3 separate regions of the Zea mays genome follow, and regions 1 and 2 are each linked to region 3. The links are chromatin contacts, called in public Hi-C maps. All regions are on one chromosome and are shown on one strand. Each heading gives the region's core, a stretch centred on a gene start, on an enhancer-like site or on the middle of the called end of the contact. The rest is flanking DNA. Distances are from core to core; before and after follow the strand shown.

What was found. A called contact is a pair of places that touch in the nucleus more often than the background predicts.
Region 1: a contact with region 3 is called in a Hi-C map of ear, with 4 times the contacts expected there. The contact joins two enhancer-like sites. A contact is called at or near these places in 3 of 25 Hi-C or Micro-C datasets (ear, leaf and tassel).
Region 2: a contact with region 3 is called in a Hi-C map of leaf, with 2.1 times the contacts expected there. The contact joins two enhancer-like sites. A contact is called at or near these places in 11 of 25 Hi-C or Micro-C datasets (bundle sheath, ear, endosperm and 2 more).

The regions. Positions count from the first base shown.
Region 1 is chr4:209,309,382-209,313,202 of Zm-B73-REFERENCE-NAM-5.0, reverse strand. No RefSeq gene overlaps it. Among protein-coding and RNA genes, the nearest start is that of LOC100276990, 30 kb to the left of the region's middle. Within about 2 kb of position 2,097, at least 14 of the 20 cell types and tissues checked have an H3K27ac peak or open chromatin away from gene starts, as enhancers often do. A contact at or near this core is called in ear, leaf and tassel, where this site is marked.
Region 2 is chr4:209,245,253-209,249,363 of Zm-B73-REFERENCE-NAM-5.0, reverse strand. No RefSeq gene overlaps it. Among protein-coding and RNA genes, the nearest start is that of LOC100276990, 94 kb to the left of the region's middle. Within about 2 kb of position 1,668, at least 16 of the 20 cell types and tissues checked have an H3K27ac peak or open chromatin away from gene starts, as enhancers often do. A contact at or near this core is called in ear, leaf and tassel, where this site is marked.
Region 3 is chr4:209,095,277-209,099,596 of Zm-B73-REFERENCE-NAM-5.0, reverse strand. No RefSeq gene overlaps it. Among protein-coding and RNA genes, the nearest start is that of LOC103654542, 20 kb to the right of the region's middle. Within about 2 kb of position 1,411, at least 16 of the 20 cell types and tissues checked have an H3K27ac peak or open chromatin away from gene starts, as enhancers often do. A contact at or near this core is called in ear, leaf and tassel, where this site is marked.

The DNA.
Region 1 (3,821 bases), core at 848-3,347, 210 kb before region 3:
CCAGCATGCATGATCCACCTCTGTAATTTTTATTTCCTAAATATGTCTTTTTATGCTAATTTCAATACGCTATTACGCCCAATTACTAGATCGCGCGTATGCTCCGCTTTGTAAACACGTAGACCACCAAATTGTACATTTTTATGTTCTTCCTTTTATGCTTTTATACTGAGTTGAATTGGTCCTCACATGATCATGCATCAGTACCCAATGATATAACATATTGTAATGGTTTGCATTATCATGATATTAGATATTTTCTTTTATCTTCTGTCTGAAATGCTAGCAACATAATGGTTTACTATATACTTGAGCAGCTACTATGCACTTTCATTTCCTCTATGTATTTCCTGGTGTGGCATTTGGTACTTTGCAATTTATAGCAGAAATGGAATTGAGGGTATCCATGGAGATGCATGTAGCTGAACTCAGTCAAGTTTCTATCCATTGTGTGTGTGTGCGCTTATTTGGGCATCGTGTCCTTCCTTTTCATGGGGTAAACAGGAAAACATTGGGCTTTAAAATTTTTGTATGGCTCGATTGTGGTACTAGAAATGTATAATCATTGTTCTAAAGAAATGCTAGAGGATAAAGAAGCAAGTTACTAAAGTTTTGGAATGTATTCTTTCATTTTCATCCCACTTATCCTATTTCTTTCAGGAATCATAAAAGCATATGGAGGAACTATGTATAGGCTGCAAAGAAGCATAAGAAGCATTTTTATAGCAGAAGCCAAGTGTTATGATGATTTTGTTTTTTCAATTGTGTTTTCCGTTATTAGTTCAGCATGCACATATATTGACATGATTTATGGCATGACATCTGCTATCTTTGTTATATTTATGACATCGTTCTTGATTGATGTGTGCGACATGAATGATGGATCTTTTTAACATCCTGACCATCATTGTGTCGCTCATTATCGTATTTTGTATATCATTTATGGGTTCACGTATATGAAATGACATGTTTCTTATTGAGATCTGAACCATGTGTTGTCTTTTGGTTGTTACATAATAAATGGTCCAGTCGATGCGTTTTACATTCAAAAACTTCTATGCGACATGCACGGAAACTAACGCTAAACATGTGCGATTTAAACTCTGTAATTCGTTACGAAACAGATCAACAATTTATGCTAAAATTCACACCCATTTACGCTATTTTGGATCACATTTTACACAAAAATCCGCACGAGCCATAACCAGCGCACGATCGGACGCGCGTGATTTTTACGGCATAATTTTTGGGCCACATTCGTCGTTATGAAACAAATTTACGATTACGCTAAAATTTGTACCCATTTACGTTGTTTTGGTTTACGTTTTACGCAAAAATCCGTCCGAGCCAGAACCCGCGCACGATCGGACGCGCGCGATTTTTATGCCGTAATTTTTGGGTCCCATTCGTCGTTACGAAACAGATCTATGATTTACGCTAAAATTCATACTCATTTACGCTGTTTTGATTCACGTTTTACGCAAAACTCACCCGATCCAGAACCCGCGCACGATCGGAAGCGCGCGATTTTTACGCCGCAATATTTGGGCACATTCGTCGTTATGAAACGGATCTACGATTTACGCTAAAATTCGTACTAATTTACGCTGGTTTGGTTCACGATTTACGCAAAAATCTGTTGAGCCAGAACCGTGCACGATCGGATGCACGCCTACCTGCACGTAGGTATACCTGGCTGGGGCTTCCCGTACTAATGGAAGCCATGGGCTTCTATTAGTTCGTCTATATATATATATATATATGAGGATGTATGGACTCGTCACCCGTTTCTAGGCGATAGCCAACAAATCTCACATGATTAGGTGAATAACCATACACAAGATAAGGATAATCGACCAAGTCAATCTAATTATGCGGGCGCGGACCGTCTAGACCCTAGGATGTCCGCCATTTTGATGTTCAATGGACACAACACAACTCCTTCTCTGTCCCACTCACCGTAATCCCAGTGACAGGGCCCTACGTAACAACGAACAAGGCATCGTTGTCACTTGCTTCGACCGAAATACTATAGCTTATTTGCTGCACTCCACTACATCCATACATTCATCCTGGGCTTTATGGGCCGACCGGCAAAAAAAATCTAGGCACCAGCGCAAGTCGATGCAGCCCGCATGCGCAAAGTTTTGGACACTGTTGTAAAGCCCGATGCGATTCAGTCGCCAGTACACAACCTAACAAAAATCCGACAACACATCTAGCTGCTGAGGAAGTGTAAAGATTGAAGAACGAGTTTGTGCTACAACTAACCGAACACATCATGATCAACTGACAGATTACATGTAACATTTCTCCTCCTGATCTTCAAACTTGGTCTTGATGTCGACAAAACCAATCCGGTTGCAGCAACCGATGAACTTCTCTCGCTCGGGTGGTTCATCAATATATCTGCAAGCTGATCTCAAGTTGTGATCTGCTCGAGGATAATCTTCCTCATGTCTACGCACTCTCTAATGTAGTAAAACCTTAGGTGCTGCTGTTTGGTTCACTAAATGTAACGTAAATGGAAACGATAATGATTTACACTCGATTACCAGCGATAACAAGTTTGAATAGGCTGATATTACGGTTGAACTTGAACAAACATGGTTTAATGTTATTAGTTACCTATGACATTATAAATATGTGAACCAAGCAATACCTTATATTTATGTGTTTGGTTCCATCATGGTTTTTCATGAGACCTATAACAGACTCGTTGTCTACCTTCAGTACCAGTGCTTTGTGTTCTTCTCTCATCAGGTCCTTCAACAGGCGCGTCAGCCATACCCCTTGACAAGTGCTAGCTGCTGCCGCTATGTATTCGGCCTCACACGATGACAATGTCACTATCTTCTGTTCGTTGGATTGCCAAGTGATTGTTCCTTCCCAGAAAGTATAGCAGCCCGCTTGTACTGCGTCTGTCATCTGGATCCCTGGCATATGGTCACTATCGCTGCCTCGCTGGACCCAACCAAGCACCGTGATCTTCCTATGTCATAGAACACTCCATACTCCAATGTTCCAGCAACATACCGAAGCTAACGTTTCACTACTGCATAGTGGTCTTCTTTTGGCTCCTCCAAAAACCGACTGACAAACCCCACATAGTAGGCTAGATCTGGCCAGCGGTTCACAAGATACTGGAGTCCGCCCACGATACTTCGATACACCGTTGCATTTACCAGGGGATGATCACTTGTGTTGCTGAGCTTGGGCTGCTTCACCATCGAAACTACACAAGCGTTTGCAACCTTCCATTCCATTTCGTGTTATCAGTTTTGCTGCATATGCTCCCTAGCTAATGCTGGTTCCCTTCTTGGTCTGCTTCACCTCAAGAGTCCTAGGTCACTCATCTTGAATAGCTGCATTATCTTTGATTTGAATGGAGCAACCTCACTGCATCTAGTGATCACAAGCACTATCGGAAACAACTTCTTTGCCGGCGAATGCTTTACCGAGTGTGACACTCAGCAAAGAAAGCTCGACGAACTGTACATTGGCAACGACTTCTTTGTCGAGTATTTTTTATTGGGCACTCGACAAAGAATTTGTCGAGTGTCACCCGTTACTCGGCAAAGAAATAAAGTTGTCGTCACGATGGCTGTTAACGGCGACGGAGCCCGTGCTGAGTTATCACGCACTATGTGTAGAAACCTAGCCGAACTACACATGAAATCTTAGAACTTCAATGTAGACCGGCTAGGTTTCTACACATTGGGGTTGACAACTTTCTCGAATTTTTATCAATTTTTATCATAGGCTCTACATATGATATCATGACACGTGGACAAGTTTCATGATTTATGGCTTCGTTTGTG
Region 2 (4,111 bases), core at 419-2,918, 150 kb before region 3:
AAACCCTAACTAATTCTGTGCACGAACAAACCGTTCGCGTCGCCACCGCGGACAGTCCGAACAGCGGACCATCCGACCCTAGGGGCGGACAGACCATAGGGCAATTTTAGTGTTCAATGGTTCAGCTTTTTCTGAGAAGTTTTTCTGAGAATCTGACTGTTGCAGAGAATTTGGTTGTGTAGAGAATCTAAGTATTGTGGAGATTACATACGGAGTAAGATAAAAAAAGTCCATATGGTTTAGGATGTATAAAATGACGATTTCCTACTCGGTCGATTCGGTGTTTACATTGATTTTAGACAATTTTGACTAAAGTGGTTCTCATATAACGAGTTAAAAAGTTAGACGTTTGATAATCTACATCAACTTTTGATAACTAGAAGCTGAAAAAAACTGAAACAAACAAGTCCATAATCTGTGAGATGTCTAGGCTCTTGCTGCCTGGTCTAGCTGGTGGTCAAATATGCAAATATGTTCGTTTCGTTTCTCGCACGAAATGTGTTCTCCTTTTTTCCCACTCGTCATACAATACAACTCAATGGGCCGCTACTGTGCTTCTTGGGCCTCGTCTGTACGAATGAATGTGTCATAGTAGTAGATGGAGCCCAACATAATTTGCTGCTGGCATGATGATAATACGACAAGGGAAGAGAGGTTTCCAGCGAAAAGAAATGTACTGAATTTTTTTGGTAATCTTGGGACCAAGCATTATTGTATTAATATTCCATCCCAACATGCCCAAGCAAGCAATCCTGAGCATATATTGGGCCTCAAAGTATTGGCTCATCCTCTCACGTGTCAAACACTACTCCAGGCATCTTGGCACTCACAGCAGCGTCGTGCCTAGAGATGGCAACGGGTACAAACCCGTCGGGTTTTGCTATCCCAAACCCGTACCCGTAAAAAATATTTACGTCCATTAAAAAACCCGTACCCATGACGGGTTTGAAATTTTGCCCAAACCCGTACCCATCGGGTTAGCGGGTACCCACGGGTTACCCGCGGGTTTTATCTCCAATATGTTTATTCTTTTTATAATCAATAAGTATTGTAATGATTAATGAGATCATGGTCCAAAATTTATGTAATGAACAATGAGTTCATGATTTGGTATAAAAATATTAATAGAGAGAATTAAATACAAATAATAAGTTGTATAATCAAGTTACCTTGCACTAGGTTATACATCCACCACATATATAACACTAGTAATAACTATAATAGCAAGAAAGCAACACTCTCACCAACTACTTATACATTCACTATTTGATAAAAATTAGGAAGTAAATAGGTAGATAACAAGTTTGTTGTTCGTTTATAAAATAAAATGACAATATGCACTATGTTTGTCGGGTTTAAAAAACCCACGGGTTCACGGGTTTGGGTACTATAGGAACAAACCCGTACTCATAAACCCGTCGGGTATACATTTATGCCCATTAACAAACCCATGGGTATGAAAATTGACCCAAACCTGTACCCTAATGGGGTAAAAACCCATCGGGTTTCGGGTTTCGGGTACCCATTGTCATCTCTAGTCGTGCCATCCAGGCATCTTGGCACTCGCAGCAGCGTCGTGCCATGGAGACTTTCAGCGTCACGGTCTGGCACGTGCCGTTCCATGGCCACATCACAGATGGATATGGATGGATCGGTCGCACGCAAGACAGTCCATGTGAGGCTAGCTGCGGCCCCATGCTGCTGATGCTTGCTGGCAGGCAAGCACCTCACACCTCCCATCCGATCATTTTGTTGTGTAGTGCCTTCTCCCTTCCTTTTTTTAAGGATGTGTTTGATTAAGCAGTGAAGTAGAATAAATCAACTTCATTCTAGTTTTTTAAATATTTGTTTTTTTTTAAAAAAAAGAGTGGAACGGCTTCTAATATCTTTATATAAAATTTACCATAAAAAGTTGGAATGCTCCCGCTCCACCAAAATGATCGGATACGAGTACTCTCCTCTCTTTTTACTCTCTATATTTATATGCCCTCTAACTAAACAAAGAACGAAGCGAATCTGCTCTATTCTATTCTTCAACCAAACAAAAAATAAAGTGACTTTGTTCTGCTTGCCAAACGAAGAATTGAACGACTTCATTCTAAAAAACTAGAATGGAACCGCTCAATCCTAATTGACTCTCCAACTAAACATATGTCTTGATGGTCCAAAAGAGACATAGACTGCTCTTACAACCTCCTCAAAATATTTTTTTTGATTTTTTCTGCTTCACGCAATAATCCCATAGCAAAATGTTAACATCCACATTGACAAGGTGAATCCAATGTGAGTGGCATGACTCAAATTTCATGGCGAAAGAGAGAGAACACACCATCTGCCATATATATCTTTGAACCGGCAGTGTCATTTTGTGCCGTCGTATGATGGCATGCATGCATTGCTTGTTGTTGGTAAAACACATCGACGCTAAAATGATTTTTGAAGCCTTGCTCCGCTTCTTGTGTTCAGTATGGAATATAATATAGTTACCATGGTTCATGTGGACGTCGTGAAGAAAGCTCATGCAAATGAAGTGTCACATTCGTGCAAAGAAGCAAGGCACTCCTACGTACTTAGATGGTACATCATGTATATATTGCAGACTCGCACATCTATAGTGACTAGTGAGAGCTTCAGTTTGATGATGCCCAGATATTGATCAATTGAGATATTAGAAGAAACCAAATCAAATTAGTTCATAACTTGGATATTATGTAACACTTCAAATGTGGCTAATTTTTTTATGCTATCTCCATTTCATTTGCATATTTATTTGTTATCGACTCACAACACGTGATTGTTGTTAGAAATATAAATAAGAGTCATCGGAATATCCTAGATCTAATTCAATAAGGACTTTTCTTGTACTCCAAATCTACATATATGTAAATTAATTAATAGGTGGTCGAGGTGGAGGCGCTCGTGGGTAAGCTAGATGCGATCGGCTGCAACAGACAACCTGCGATGGACGGGGTCTATAGGTGATCAAGCGGGTACGATCAAGTGTCAACGTCCTGGTCTAGAAAGGCAAGCCACATCCGACTCCACCAAGTGCATAGATCAACTCCAACAATATTAACTACACCATCTATATCGATAACCTTGTTCACCATTAGCCTACGTTTATCATCACCGATGATCTTCATCAACATCATGAGCAGCGAGACCAAATGCAACATATCATAAGGGGTATGCATAATGATTATAAAAGACTAGTACGTACTTTTGATAAATCTACTATTACAAATTTTCCTTCGCATGAGGTTGAATTGGGGGAAAACACACGTGATTCATCGACTACATGTTGTCACGACCAGTCACAACCCCTTTACGGGATGCCGATAGACACGTATCGTGGGCAACCGCAGCCTCCTACGCAAATCGGCGGTAAATTCGCCGATCTGCGCACGTCCGGACTGTGCGCGTATGGGCGCGGACCGTCCGGGCCAGCGACGGCCGATTCTGATTTTAGAAACAAAATACCAAGACCTACACCTGAGCCACCACATACTGTGCAAACCCTAAACTATCCAGTCAGACCATCCGCACATGGCACCGGACCATCCGAATACAACACAAGACGGTCCGGCCATATGGCCGGACAGTCCGCGCACGCAACCGAACGGTCCGCGTACCTAACCGGACGGTCTGGTGTGGAGTTTTTTTGAGGAAGAGTTTTATCCAACTCCGCATCCGTCCCAGCTAAACTTCCCATCGCACTATACAATGCACCAGCACCATTGTATAGCATACCAAACCCATGGGGGCCAGTACTTTCCGGGCCCCTCCTAAAAGGCCGAAAAGGAATGGCCAGTCCTATGAGCCGAATAGGGCAAGTACTAATGCGCCACAAAACCCAAACCAATGGGGGAAGACAACAAACTAATATCCAAACAATTTCACTCATGTTGGACTAGAGAGCCTGTGGTCTCCCACCGGCTGCCATTGATATATTAAGGGAAGAAATAGCCGGGGTGTTTCGAGATAAGCTCAGAGTAAGCATGGTCCCTGGGGGGCAGTCATATCGGAGACCTTATGATAGCTGATTTAACCATCACCCATACCCACAGGGAACCAGGATATCCGAATTCGCGAAATTTTTGGGTGACCAAGG
Region 3 (4,320 bases), core at 162-2,661:
AAATGACAAAAAAACATAAAACCAACATTTCTTAGCAACTTTCTTCCAAAAAATGAAGATGAAAACTTCCCCTTGTATTTTGTGAAATTTAGACCTCCAAAATCGCCTCCAATAGAAAAAGTTGGCTAGCTGCGAGATACAATTCTGTGGGGGAGAAGAAGGGGTATTTATAATACAAAGTTCATTGGTGGTTGATGTAACAGAACCACCAGTGTTAGCGTAATTTCCACACGGCTTTGAGCTCTTTTCTACCGGTGAGACCATAAGAGCACATTATTATCTGTCATCATATCGAACCGGCCGGCAGTGGCATTTTCTGTTGTGAAGTGATGGCGTGCGTTGTTTGTTGTGGGTAGAAATACATTGATGCTAAAATGGTTATCAACAAGAAGAGAAGCCCTGTTCCGAGCCCACCGGCCGCTTCATGTATCGAGTGTGTCATTGTCAAGTGTTCCATTCTGCAGCATGCAGGCAGGCTTCATGTAAAGTTTCACGAATCCTCATACGATATATATATATATATATATATATATATATATATATATATATATATATATATATATATATATATATATAAGCAAGGCACTCCGACTTGGTAGGCATGTTGATCAATGTGAGAATATCTTAACAGTTTGGTGATCCCTCTTAGACACGCACATGCATACGGCCTGTTTGTCAGCCACGAGACGGCAGCGACAGGCAAGAGGCAACCCCTAGCCCCAGTCCCCAGGCGATCGAAATCGAAAGAAAGGGATGATGTTGACCATGTCTCTATAGGAGAAGAAAGGTAATCGTTGGCTAGTGTGTGAGAGAGAAGAGGAAGGCACGTTAGCCTGCTTTCAGAGCCACAACCAAATTAAAGGTTCCAACCCAACGACCTACTGCCGTCCGTCTGCCACGACTTGGCCCATGCAGTTCCATATCGCCATCGGAGCGACGATCGAGCAATGATGCCACAGCCAGTGAAGCCGTAAAGTGACCACGGCAATTGCCTGGTGTAAAATATAATGGTGACGACGGTCAGTTTACTCGAAGGGCAACACTGCATATCGATCTGAAGCAAGAAGCTGCTGCTAGCTGCTTTGAGCTCTCTCGCTCCCTGCACTAGCTGCAAGAGGAAGACGGCTCACAACACAAGGCAAGGCACATGTGCTCTGTTAGGAGAGGACGCCCGTTGGCTTATCAGGGCAGCAAGCAAAGGCTCGTGAGGCCCCGGAGAGCTAGCAAAAGGGTACGGTCGAGAGATCACCGGCACGTCCACATGCATGCAGCATGCATGTTTGCTGGAGGCTGGAGCACGCTGCACGCAGGCAAACACGCCTCGCGCTGATCGTATTTGATGCATGGTTTCAGACACATGTGTACTGGATGCACCAAACCAATAATACCCCGGCCCCCGGCCCCGGCCTTCTCTCGAGTCACTGTCATGCTGGCCCGGAAGGAGGCAGGCAGGCCACTCGGCCGCTTTTTATGCTCTCCTGCCCACTCATTTTTTTCTTCGACAGATGAAAAAGATCAGATGGGGGAGGGGAGATAGTAGTAGTAAAAGTAATATTCAGTTATTTCGCCCGTTTCCACGCCGGCAGAGGGTACAGGCAAACAAAGGATTCAGATTTCAGAGACGACAGCAGTTGTGTAGCTAGCGCCGAGGCAGACTTGCAACTGCCAATATTTTTCGATAGACAGAGCAGCCAGAGAGGGCATCTGTCAACACAGTGCGGTGAGGTTGCCGTTGCCGATGCCGACAGATAGTCACACTGACAGCTGAGCCGTGGTTACTCCAATCCCACGCAGTACGCGCCGCGTATACTGTATAGTATAGTGCTCATCAATCAGCATGGCATGGCTCCTCCGTAGCAGTAGGAGGAGCTACACATCTTCTCTTCTTCTCTATGATAGTGATAGCCCATGACCTCAGTCTTCACAACACGTACAGCCCCAGGAATGCTAGTACATTACATCTCAGTGGTCCTTATTACTGCAGACCACCTGTTTACTTACTGCTAATTAAGCATAAGCTAGCAGAGCGGTTAATTAGCTCTGTAATACATACTACTGCTCATTTTACTGCAGACCACCCTGGTGAGAGGCATCTAGCCATATGGAATCACGGACAAGGATATCGTCTGGTTCAGGTTCAGCGCCCATGATGCATGCTGTCCGTGCAGTGTCTTTCTCATGGCCGTGTGTGCCTTGCCTGCTGCCTTGGAGATGAGGCCCAAAAGTAACTCACCACATGATTTACCTTTGGTTAATTACATGCATGTCCCAACGTATTTTGGCAGCAGTTTATTTATCTCTAACCATGAGCACTCTACTAATTTACTGCTCGGAGGGAGGGGACTGTGAGGTTTAAATTTTACATTATCCTCGCTCGCTCGCTGATCAAGGGAATCCAACCTCGACTACCCCATATCCATGTTGCAGGATCTGTTGTCCTAGTTATAAACCCACAGCAGCTAGCATTAGGTCAGATTACATCACCAACGCCGCGGTCACCAACGCGGTCAGATTACAATCTAACACTACTATTCAAATGCGTCCATCAATCACCCTTTTTTTTACTGCCACTCCTTGCTGCTTCCCATGAGGAAGAACGTTATCTAGTGTGAGTGTGTGTGCGCGCGGACCAATCCTGCAGCAATGCTGATGCATGGATGCATGGACCACCACACCACACCACTGGCAAGTAGCTAGCTGGTGTTTGTACTACTGCAGCGCGGCATCTGATCTAGAGTGTGTGTGTGGTGTGGACCAGCAAGCTAAGGTGGTCATCAAGAAATAAATATAATCTTGCTACTGTACTAGTACTAACAGCCCGGGGGTAGGGAGGCTGCGATTAATTTGCTGTGCATACCGTCGTCACCCTCATGGGCAGGTGGCGCTGGGCAAGTGAGCATCGTCTCGAGGACGTATGCAAGCAAGCTATAGCTAGCCCCATGTGAATGTGATGTGATGTGGGACGGAGCCCCTCCTCCTCATCTGTTGCTGCACTGCGTGTCTGTGTAATGTAACGCTCATTCCTGTCTCGATCGGTGAACGAACAGCGTTGGCCACGCTTGTACGTAAACAGCTATTCGTTGGCCACGCTTGTAGATGAACATCGCCCTGGTGTGGTGATTCTGTTCACTCCATGCTTCCCGGGGCAAGATATCGACAGGCAGCGTGTTTTTGGATAGATCTAAACTGAAGTCAAGGTATTGCAACCGAATGCGAGATGCAACAGTGAAGTACCACCGCAACTGTTGCATCAGCAGCAGCACTGGTCGGTGTGACAGTGAAACCATGAGCCTTTGGAGACACAGCAGTAGCAGAAGACACATGCATGTCGTACTGCACATCGACTGATGACATGTCTCCTACTACTAACAACTTAATTGAATGGGCTGAATCAGGAACAGAGTTCCTGCAGGCTGGTAGTAGATGGACATGGACGGACCTCTCCACATCATCTCAACAAGTGTCCTTGACCACCCTCGCTCTGCTGCTGGCTGCTGCTGCCAGCCTGAGTACTCTCTCTCTCTCTCTCTCTGTGCATGCAAGGACCATGGTTTTCATCCACCTCTGCTAACAGCTGCTGGCTTGTTCTACCCCACCGCGCAAGGCAAGACGACCAAAGACCAAGATCACAGCGGCAGCAAATGCCAGTGCAGAAAGATTCCCTGCTAGCTGAGGCTCCTTTATTAACTAACCGCTAGCTGATACAATGTCTGATGCGGCCACATGCCTTCACTGGATTCCTTTGTTCGTGCAGGGGGGATTCCATTGGAAAAAGATACTCCGTCTCCATTCCGGCCGATCACTTGACGAGCTGTGTGATGAGGGCCTGATGCTGAGCCCCCCCTCCCACATGCTGCCATGGCAGCATGCATGACCCACTGCAGGCGTTGGTAGTGGCGAAGTGGGACCCATCCAAAGTGAGATGTGTGATGTCATCATGAGCCTCTCTGAAATCTGAATGGCGGTACTGGCAGCGCGTTGCTTATGGCTGCTTCCCATTGGACGCCGCGGCAGGGACAGGCAGAGCTGCTCATGTGGTCCTAAACCTAGCTTGCTTTAATTCGTTGAATATTTTATGCTACAGTATGTAATATGTGGGGGCAGGCAGGTTAGCTTTTATAACATACACGCTAATATAATATAATGATTATCATGGTTCCTGTGAGTGTCCTTGCTGTTTGTCTCTTAACTTTTGTTTTGTCTATGTTGCTTTGCTTCATCCTAATGGGGTGATGACTTATAGCTTTTATTGACCTCGCGATATTTTACCAAACAAAAGTTCAGGAAATCTTTCAAGAGTCAGTACAGTTCTATGTCATT